Linked DNA regions of Mus musculus: all the other regions are linked to region 1. Evidence: chromatin contacts called from public HiChIP or PLAC-seq and promoter capture Hi-C data. All regions are on one chromosome and are shown on one strand. The core of a region is the stretch at or near the end of the contact, and the rest is flanking DNA. Distances in the headings are between cores, read along the strand shown.

The links. HiChIP or PLAC-seq counts read pairs in DNA pulled down with a chosen protein or histone mark. Capture Hi-C pulls out chosen DNA fragments and counts their contacts.
Region 2: a promoter capture Hi-C map of adipose tissue shows a contact between it and region 1. The contact joins the promoter of Hdlbp here to the promoter of D2hgdh in region 1. A contact is called at or near these places in 1 of 484 Hi-C or Micro-C datasets (nephron progenitors), 1 of 115 datasets of contacts at active chromatin or transcription factors (memory CD8 T cells) and 2 of 9 other capture datasets (adipose tissue and liver).
Region 3: a contact with region 1 is called in an H3K27ac HiChIP or PLAC-seq map of the HPC-7 cell line, with 6 times the contacts expected there. The contact joins the enhancer-like site here to the promoter of D2hgdh in region 1. A contact is called at or near these places in 1 of 39 promoter capture datasets (hippocampal neurons), 2 of 484 Hi-C or Micro-C datasets (LSK cells and granulosa cells), 11 of 115 datasets of contacts at active chromatin or transcription factors (the HPC-7 cell line, embryonic stem cells, epiblast stem cells and 5 more) and 3 of 9 other capture datasets (adipose tissue, embryonic stem cells and liver).

What each region holds. Positions count from the first base shown.
Region 1 is chr1:93,823,569-93,826,919 of GRCm38.p6, reverse strand. D2hgdh (D-2-hydroxyglutarate dehydrogenase) reads right to left here and starts at 1,680. Exons shown (of 10, transcript NM_178882.4): 1 at 1,601-1,680; 2 at 280-635. The coding sequence starts at 613.
Region 2 is chr1:93,444,150-93,447,500 of GRCm38.p6, reverse strand. It overlaps Hdlbp (high density lipoprotein (HDL) binding protein), which reads left to right and starts at 1,800. Exons shown (of 28, transcript NM_001301364.1): 1 at 1,800-1,921.
Region 3 is chr1:94,090,312-94,093,662 of GRCm38.p6, reverse strand. No RefSeq gene overlaps it. Among named protein-coding and RNA genes, the nearest start is that of Pdcd1, 39 kb to the right of the region's middle. Within about 2 kb of position 1,667, at least 35 of the 459 cell types and tissues checked have an H3K27ac peak or open chromatin away from gene starts, as enhancers often do. A contact at or near this core is called in the HPC-7 cell line and memory CD8 T cells, where this site is marked.

The DNA of each region.
Region 1 (3,351 bases), core at 431-2,930:
TTCACAGTGGCAAGAAGGACCCTCTCCTAGAGCCTGCAGAGAACACACCTGCTTCCGAACTCTCTAGGCTTCTAGAACTGGGAGAGATGCCCTTGGTGAGAGCCAGCTAAGAAGAAGCTGAGCAGATGCAGGCAGCCGTGTCCACAAGTGCTCACTTTAGCCAAGTGCTACACCTTTTAATCTGCCGATTTTATTCTCAGAAGACCTTGGTGGTGTCATCAAAGGGATATGAGGCAAGCGGACGAGGAATCTGTTCCCCTCGCCCACGTCCTGGCTCACCCCGGACGGTCTTCAGCCAGTCAACGTTGCATGTCTGCAGTTGCTCTGGATCTGTGATAACTCTGCCAGGTATGATGCATTCAAATGCAGCCAGGTCCTCCTCGGACACAGTAGAAAACGGCAGCCGTTGCACCGGATATCGCTCAGGGGTCAGCGTCACCTCTGGGCCGCCAGCTACCACGGAGTATGCTCTGTGAGCCAAGGGGCTGTACACACCCCGAGGGCAACCCAGCCGCTTCAACCCCACACAAGCTCTCTGGGTGTAGGTCCTCCTCCATCCTGGAGATGCCCAGAGGACCCTTGCAGACCATCTGGACACCAGAGGGAGCACCATTGTTCCTGCTCTTGAGAGGGGGCTGGGAGGGGGGGGGGGAGAGAGATTGAATTTGCGATTCGTAAGCAATGAAGCAATGAGAAAGCCCCACAATAACCTCTGCACCCCATCTGAAGTCACCTACACAAAGCCGCCTACAGCGGCTGTTCTCAACCTGTGGGTCGCGACCCCTTGGGAGAGTCACATATCAGACATAATGCACATCAGATTTTTTACATTGTGCTTCATAACAGTAACAAAATTAGTTATGAAGTAACATTGAAAACGTTTTATGGTTGGGGTTCACGGAAACACGAGGGTCCCAGTGGTCAAGGAACGTTGAGACTCGCTGGCCTAGAGAACAGGGCGGCTTGGGGCTGCAGGATGCAGAGGACTGGAGTCTTAGGAGGGTTCGGTTCTTAATGTTTCGCCCTGCAGTATTACAGTCCCGAGACTCCACTGAGTGAATACCTATGGGCGGTGCTGGCTCTCCAGGGCATTCATTGTATTTTAACTTTTGCAAGAAAAAGGAAGGTATCCCGGAATTGTGCACCCAAACACAATTGAAAGGAGAATTTTACATTTTACGTAATACTCTGCCACCAGTTTTACAAAACCTGGGTACATCAACAAAAAATGGCTTAAAAGAGGGAAGGGAAGGAAACCGGCCCGCACACTGGTAGCTATCCAGAAGAGGCCGCCTTCCAACTGAAGGCTCGCTCTATTTGGCTGCTGCTTCCGCCTTACCTGAGACGAAAAAACACAACACGACATGCGCAGAGCATGCGCATGCGCCATGTGTTGTGACGTCAAGGAGGACCAACTATTTGCACTCCCAGCCCACACGGCCCGTGGGTGTAAGTGAGAAGCGATGCGACTAGGTTCGCCCTGCCGGCAATCCCAACTCACACCTGACCTGTGCAATCACTTGACAGGCCACAGCCCGGACTGCACAGACTCAGACACCAGCACCCTCCACCCAGGAACTACAGCTAGCCCACTACGCACCCTAGCTTCCGTCCGAGTGCAAAGACCGAGTCCGCACCCGCACCCTGCTTCCCACCCCTGCAGAACCGTAGGCCTGAACTAGAGGGGTGGAGCGAGAGACTGCGCATGTGTGTCAGCCCGCCCTTCCTACCTCACTCCACCCTGCTGAGTGTGCCCCGCCCTTCCCAGACCTTCGGCCTTGTTTATGTTCCTGCTGACCCAACCTGAGTGCCCCCCAGGTCCCAAAGTGGCGAGTATCCTGCTTTGACCAAAATCCGACTCCACGCACTTTTCCCAACTGGCCTCATTGTGGTCCACCCGACTAGCCCCAAAAGATAAGCGGTCACATCTTCAGTTCACTGTGGCTTTTTCCGCAGGGGCCACTGTCACCCTTAGAAGCTCCTCTCTTCCCCAGGCATTTCTGTCTCCCTCGATCTCCTTCTATCGATCCTACGAATCTCTGCCCTCTTCCTCTCTTCCCCGGGCTTCCCGTCTCACCTAGAGTCACTGGTCCATCAGCAGACACGACTCTGCCCAACCCTCAAAGAAACAACAAAAGCCCGAGGCTTAACCATAGGGATCACAAAGGCCAGCCCAGCTCTACAGAGCATCCCTGACCTCCTGGGGCCAGGCCCAGCCACCCAGTCCTCAAGCAGGTACGCAGTAACTTTTAGCAAATCCAAGGCACAGAGCTGCAGCCCAGCAGTAGTTTTCCTGGGCTGAGTCTGAATTATACTGTCTCCCTTCAACTCCCAGCCCTAGGTAACAGGTAATTGCTATTTCTTGCAATTATTCTGTTACTTCAGCATCCCCCAGCTATATTCAGCTATAAATAACCCCAGTAGTTTCCATTTTGCTGGCTGGACAGACCTGGTATCTGAAACAGGGTTCATCTCCCAGTTTCCTGGGGCAGCTCCAGAAACTGTCACTTCTCCCAACTTAACCACTTCCGTTTCCCATCGAGGAACAAGCCTGGAAGTACCTTCTTTAAGATGTTAAGATAATTACTTTAGATCTCTGTACCAGGGAAGAGCAGGAGGCTCCTGAAGCTGAGGCAAGAACAGAGAGGTATAGTGGTGCCAACTAAAAGCCAAGGCACTGTGGTAGTCCTTGCAAACTGGATATAAGAATATGCTGGGTGGTGGTGGTGCATGCCTTTAATCGCAGCACTTGGGAGGCAGAGGCTGGCAGATCTCTCTGAGTTCAAGGCCAGCCTGGTCTACAGAGCAAGTTCCAGGACAGCCAGAACTACACAGATAAACCAAAAAGAAAAGAGAATGCAGCATTTAGGGATCAACAGCTACACAGTGTGTGCTGGGAGGGATCAAGGTACAGCTGTACCTCCAGAAGAGCAATTCCCTCAGGTCTGCTCACCCTCCCAGGTTTATCAGACAGGGGCATTGGGACATGGTTAACACATACTAGTTGAAAGGACATTCCAGAGGCTTCTACTGGGCTGTTTCTACCAAGTTGGCCCATACTCCATAGGCCACTGAGGGTATTTAGAAGTTATCAAGACTGTCAATGTACTGGACAGTTCTGTTAACTTGACACAAGCTAGAGTTATCTGAAAGGAAGGAATCTTAGTTGAGAAAATACCTCCAATACGACCCTCCCTTTAAAAAATAAAAAATGGCATTTTTGGGCTGGAGAGATGGTCCAGTGGTTAAGACTGCTCTTCCAGAGGTCCTGAGTTCAATTCCCAGTAACTCACAACCATCTGTAATGAGATCTGATGCCCTCTTCTGGTGTGTCTGAAGACAGTAACGGTG
Region 2 (3,351 bases), core at 551-3,050, 380 kb after region 1:
ATACTGAAAGTAACTAGTCATAATTGTTAGCATCCCAGGAGCACCTGGGATGTTTTGTGGTGCATGTTTATCATTTCAGATAAAGTCTTATATAGAAAGGCCAGGTTGGTCTTGAGCTCCTAACCCTCGTGGCTGTACCTCTCAGGTGCTGAGATAAGCTAATGTTACCACACCCTCCTTGATTTAATAATGCTTTCATTAAGTCCATGCTTTGTTTTATTTTTGAGACATCATATAACTTTGTAGCCTACTGTGACCTTGAACTCCCAGTACTCGCCTCAGCCTTCTGAGTACTGAGATTACAGGGTACCACCACACTCATGGAGGCCTCTGTACAGCCAGGCACTGGGCCAGCTTGTACTTAATGTGGACTTACTAACTCCATTGGAGATCCCTTGACAGCAGACATACTGACTGGTGGGTGCTTGCCTCTCCACATTAACTTTTTCACAGCCCGAGACCTCAGGAACAAAAGAATGACAACAAAAACATTTCTTCTAGTTGCTGGTTGGTTAATCACCAGGGAAAGACACCTTGCACAGTAATAATAACACAGAAGGAAAGACAACTTGGTGCCTACAGAGGCTTTAAGAAGCTCTATCACTCGGTGACTATGCTGGCAGCTTGGAAATGCCCTCTGGTCTTTTAAGCAGTACCTTCAGAGATTTATGTCATGAAGAACTGTGGTGTTCCTGTCAGCCGCATTACTGGCTCCTGGACTTCTCAATTCTGACACCTCAACTTTCAGATAGTTTCCTATTCAGCAGCCCCATCCCCATTCTTTCCAGCACATTCCATTTTCCCCCCTTGTCCTTCAGTCTAAAGTCTAGTTAGGGCAGCTCTTCCCAGTCCCTCAATCAAGAGCCCATCACCGTGCTGCTACCTTCTAAGTACATACTAAGTCTGATTGCTTATTTTGTTCACTGCTGCAAATGCTTGTAAGCCTTAGAATGACAACTACAGAAGGCCTCTTCAGCCCTTCCACATACCATTGTCCCACAAGAAAGGCACATATTATCCAGACCTGGTGGCTCACACTTGTAATCCAAACACTAGAGAAGGAAGCTGAGACAAATCTACACAGTGAAAAGTTGTCAGAAGTGGGGAAAAGAAGGTGGGGGCATCTGCTGTTGGTTACTAGCCTATTCTGTGCTGATGCATATCACTGCATATCACTGTCCAGTATAGGTCAGAAGTGTGCTCATGTCACCTCAGGAGAGGTTCAAAATAATGATTGTGTACAAATTCTTCAAGTAGTTGTCAATAAACGCAACAGGGCAGAACTAGTCCTTTCAAAGGAGGAAGCATTCTGAGGGCAGAGGTTCTGCTCTGTCCCAACTGAGTATGGGAGAGGTAGGAATTCACTGCAGGCTGGTCTGTACATATGGGACACTGAATAATACTGTGTAGAGGGCTTCGAAAGTTTTGGAGTTTGTTGTGTTGGACATTGAGGAATGGAGTAAGGATTTGCAGTAGAGGTGGGAGCAGGAGGAAGAGATCCCGAAGAGAATGAGAATGTGTTCCATCAGGGGGTGCTCTAGGGGATGGTAAAATGGTTTTCCGGGCTGTCTGCTGTCTGAGGTCCTCAGAGCTTTCTTTTCTCTTTTGGTGACACAGTTTCTGGTGGCCTCAACTCTGGCACCTCTGGCTCTGGGGCCTGCCTGTTCTCTGTAGGTAATTAACTTACCAACTCCTCGCCCCCTGTCAGGCCGCAGAACTCTTAAAGAGTTGGTCCGCTCCCGGGCGCTGTAGGGACCCCGCAGCGGGCGGGGCGGGCGGCCGGTCTGACGTGTCTCGGCGGGATTGGAGCCTCCGCCCTATATAGCAGCGGCGGCCCGGGCGCCGCGCCTCGGAGCGTCCCGGCTTCTCCCGCGCAGCGGCAGCGACAGACGGACAGACTCTCGGGTGGTCACACTCACGAGTGAGGATCGGGCGAGCTGGTGGGCGGGGGTGCCAGGGGCGGGGCGGCGGGGGGTCGCCGCTGAGCACGGCTGGGGTCGGTTCCTCAGCTCCCCGGCCGCACAGGCTCCTGGTCTCCAGCTACCGCGACGGGCGGGGGCCGCTACGTGTCACTCTGCGCATGGCCGCGCCGGAGCGCAGAAACTTTCCCAAGTCCGCCACGCGCCGCGGGTCTGCTTGCGGGCCCGGACCGCCTGGACTTCTAGCTCACCGGGCGGGCCGCCGCGATGGGGGAGGGGAACGACCTGGCCAGGTTGGTGACGTGGGCTGCCGAGCCGGCCCCTCCCCCGCACCCCTTCCCCCCAGCTCGGCCCGGCCGTACGGGCTGTGGACCGGACCTAGCTAGGTCAGTGGCGCCCTAGTTCGCGTCAAGCTGGGATCTTCACCCGGGGCCCCTATGTCCCGCGCGGTGCCTTGCTGCACCTTCACCTGCGGCGTCTGGCTACGTGGTCACTGGAGGACTCCCGGCCCAAGTACTACTTGGATGCGCCCCAGGGTCCATGGGTGAAAAATACATTACGGAAAAATACCGAATTTGGATGAAAGGCAGGGAGGCCGAGCAGGATACTGTCCCTTTAAGCCTGTCCCCGCCCGCGGGCGCTCTTGGCCGGTGGGAGGGCCATGCTGAGGTGGCATCTGCGAAAGTTCCTCCCAGGCTGGGTCTCTGACTTCCAGAGCTGGGTAATGCACTGGGCCGGCCTTGGTAGTCACAGACATAGTTTGTGATCTCAGCATAGCTGGGTTTTGTTTTTAATTTTGGAGTTTGTACTCTTCGGTATTTGGTGGGGAGAGGGCACCTTCGAAAAGCTTCTGAGGACGTAAAAGTGAAGTTTCAAATTTGGAAGAGAAACCTGCATCTCAGCTGAAGGTTTTCAAGGTGGAGGTTTTCAGTGCCCTCCATGTAGACTGGCCTACAGTATAAAGAACTTGAGTCCCTCTAGCTGAGGTTGATAGGAAATTCTTTCTGAAGCATAACTGAATTCTCCTTGCATAGTGTTGCCCCTTACATAAGTAGTTGGCACAACTTAGCACAGGGGAATCAATTTAAATACTTCCTTGTTCAGAATCAAGAAGGATTCTTCACATACAGCTTTTTCTATTTTCTGGATTAACAACAGGTTTCCAGCTGCCACAGCCTCACTGCTCTCCCGCAGGAGGCCCTGTTGCTCCCCGATTCTGGGCTTCTACCTCTCTTCTTTTAGTTCAAGTTCTGTGTTGAGAACTAACCTTATTCTGCCATGCTCATTTATGCTCTTAAGAAGCAAATTGTAATATCCAAGTTTGGATGCTGACAGACCACAGTTTCCTGTGGGAAAGGTGGTGGGGGTGGCCTCAATCCTGAGGGACTGGAGGGGCTGTACCCACTTGAGGAGACTTGCATGTGGAGGCCAG
Region 3 (3,351 bases), core at 418-2,917, 270 kb before region 1:
CCTTTATTTCCCCAATCTTCTCTCTTGTGCTCTCTATCTATCTATCTATCTATCTGTCTATCTATCTATCTATCTATCTCTTTGTGTGTGTGTATGTATGTAAGAGCTTCTCTTTGTGTGTGTGTATGTGTGTAAGAGCTATTCCCCACTTAGTGTGTGAGTGTGCATTGTGAGTATATGTGTGTGAGTATGAAAGAATGTACTTGTGGTTGAGTGTGTGTATAGGTGTATGTGTGTATGAGTGTAAGAACGTGATTATATTGTGTGTATGCATGTGTGTGAGTGAGTGTATGTGTGTGTGTGAATGTGTAGGTTTCAGGCATTCTCATTCCACAGTACATGTTGTAGAGGTCAGATGACAATTTTCCAGGGTAAGTTATTTCTTACAAACTTGTGGGATAGGGCTTCAAACTCAGGTTATGCCTGTGCACAAGCATATCTACCCACTGAGCAACTTCAGCATCCCTATAAACAGATATTTTTTAAAACTACTTTTAGGGCTGGAGAGATGCCTCAGCAGTTAAGAACACGGACTGCTCTTCTGAAGGTCCTGAGTTCAAATCCTAGCAACCACATGGTGGCTCACAACCATCCATAATGAGATCTGACACCATCTTCTGGTGCATCTGAAGAGAGCTACAGTGTACTTAGATATAATAATAAATAAATCTTTTTTTAAAAACTGCTTTTAAAGAAAGGAGAAGGCAAAATATGGTGGAAAATTACAATAAACACACAAGTAATTTTTTAAAAATACCTATGTTTGGGCTAGAGATGTAGCTCAGTTGGTAGAGAATTTGCCTACCATTCATGAAGCTCTGGGTTTAATCCCCAAGATGGAATAAACTAGGAATACCTATAATCCCAGCACACCAGCATGAGAATCAGAAGCTCAAGACCATCTTTTGTGTTTAAAGTCAGCCTGGGACTCTTGTCTTAAAAAGAAACATGATAATCTTTTCTTTGAGCTAAATTTCCCAAAACTTTGTTTCTTGAGCTTAGAAGGTAGAAGGGAGGAAAACAAAGTAGAAACCCATCTTGCATGCATCTGTGCAATCCAGAAATTATCTGTGGATTATTCTATTGGTATTTATTATGTCTAACTAATATATGTCTAAGAATACCTCAGATACAAATTCAGACAGTGAAAACATGGATATCAAAGATAGGAAGACTTTAAAATGAGTCTAAAGAAGAGTGCTACACTGTCTTATTCAGTCTGCTTTGTGAAAAGGGAGACAAATCTACCCCCAAAGCAAGCCATGTAGGGCCCCTAAGATCATGCAGAGGTATCAGAGTTTTCTACAGATATCATTCCACAAGCAGAAAGTGAGTAGCAAAAAAAAGCATGTGGGCAGATTCATTAGCACATTAGAAAAAGGTCTAATATCTGTCTCCAGGTGAATGGAAACCCACAGGGATACAGACTGAAACTAAATTAGAGACCCAGAGGGATCTGTAAACAAGGAGCATCCCACATAGCTATGCTATAAGTCTGTGGTCATTCAGAGATTAAGCAGTCCAAGTTTTTAATAAAGTGGAGTCTTTATTCTCAGGTTCTGGTGTCAGGACTAGACCCAAGATTCAATATCCTCAAGGCACAGCAGCATGTCACATTAGCCCAGGACTTGTGAAGACAAAAACCACAAAGCTACATATTTCCTGTCTTCATACAGTAAGGAGACTACATACTTCCTACCTACCAGCAATCAAACACACATCCTGTCTATGTGTGATCAAGGGCATACAATTTGTTTATAGAAGCAGAAACACATAGTTACCATTGTGACTTGTTATCTTGCGAGAACAGAAATCATACAAGGCCAGGCAGTTACAAGAATAGCCCTTACAGTCCAGGAATTTACCTTCTTTGGGCAATCTGGCTGACAGAAGAATACAGTCTTGATAGGTTAGAAGTGTTACAGACTAGACGCATTCTTATTTTTCAAATCTCTCAAACACAGGGATTAAACTTTAAACATACCATTAGCCATGACGACCCCAAATGGTAGAACAAGAAATTGCTCATTGGTACAACCAGCAAATAAGAAGTCTGTACTTCTGGTGTTGACCTGGCTCTGAATGCATGAGGTTTGTCATTTTCATTTATCAACCTAGAAAATCAAACCTCAGAAATATTAGGATAGGAATTGAGACTGGGAGGCATCAGTCAACTATATGACAAATACGGAGAAATTGTTGTGAATAATTCCGTGTGGGTGGAAAGGAAACAGAGAACATGCAAAATAGTGGTATGTATGTTGGGGTCCAGCTGTAGTTCCATGTCTTCTGCTTCCTCCCTCTCAGGATGTCCAGATGCCACTGCACAAAGGCTAGAAGAATGAAGCAGACTCTGGAATGTGTGGGGTTTGCAGCGTCCCAGACCAGCTGGGAGTGAGCATTGGGGGACAGGGGGGGGGGGGGAGAAAGCCTTCTCTGATGATCTTAGTGTTTAACTCTTTTAAATGGAGACCTTATCCAATGAAAACCATTGGCTAGAGTTTAAAGTTCTGTGAATGCCTCATTTGTATAAAGAGGTATTCCAGGAATCCTAGGTACTTGCTGGATGGGTTCTTATCAGGAAAGAGGAAGTTGAACTTGTAGGTTTGCCAAGGAATACTCAACCTACCCCTGGTAGAGGCTATCAAGGGTCAAGATCCCCACACAAGGTCAGAGAAGGGGAAGCCCTGCTGGTAAAAGGAGTCCTCCATTTTGCAGCAAGTTCAGAGGAGCTATCCAGTCATGGTAGACTATGACCTTAATTAGCAGGATTTCCTCACACAAAATCATCCCAGAAAAGAGAACTGACAATGAACTTGTGCCAAACCAAAGGTCCTAGAACCTAGGAGGCAGAAGTAGGAGGATAAAGAATTCAAGGCCATTTTTACCTATGTAGTCCCCTTTGAGGGCAGCCTATATCTTAGGGTTTTACTGCTGTGAACAGACACATATGACCAAAGTAACTCTTACAAAGGACATTTAGCTGGAGCTGACTTACAGGTTCTGAGGTTCAGTCCATTATCATCAAGGTAGGAAGCATGGCAGGGTCCAGATAGGCACGATGCTGGAGGAGGTGAGAGTTCTACATCTTGTTCCAAAGGCAAACTGGAGAAGACTTACTTCAAGGCTGCTAGGATGAGGAGGCTCTTAAAGTCCACACCTACAGGGACACAGTTCCTCAAACAAGGTCACTATAGTGTTATATTTTTTTTAAAGATTTATTTATTTATTTATTATATGTAAGTACATTGTAGCTGTCTTCAGACACTCAGAAGAGGGGGTCAGATCTTGTTACGGATGGTTGTGAGCCACCATGTGGTTGCTGGGATTTGAACTCTGGACCTTCGGAAG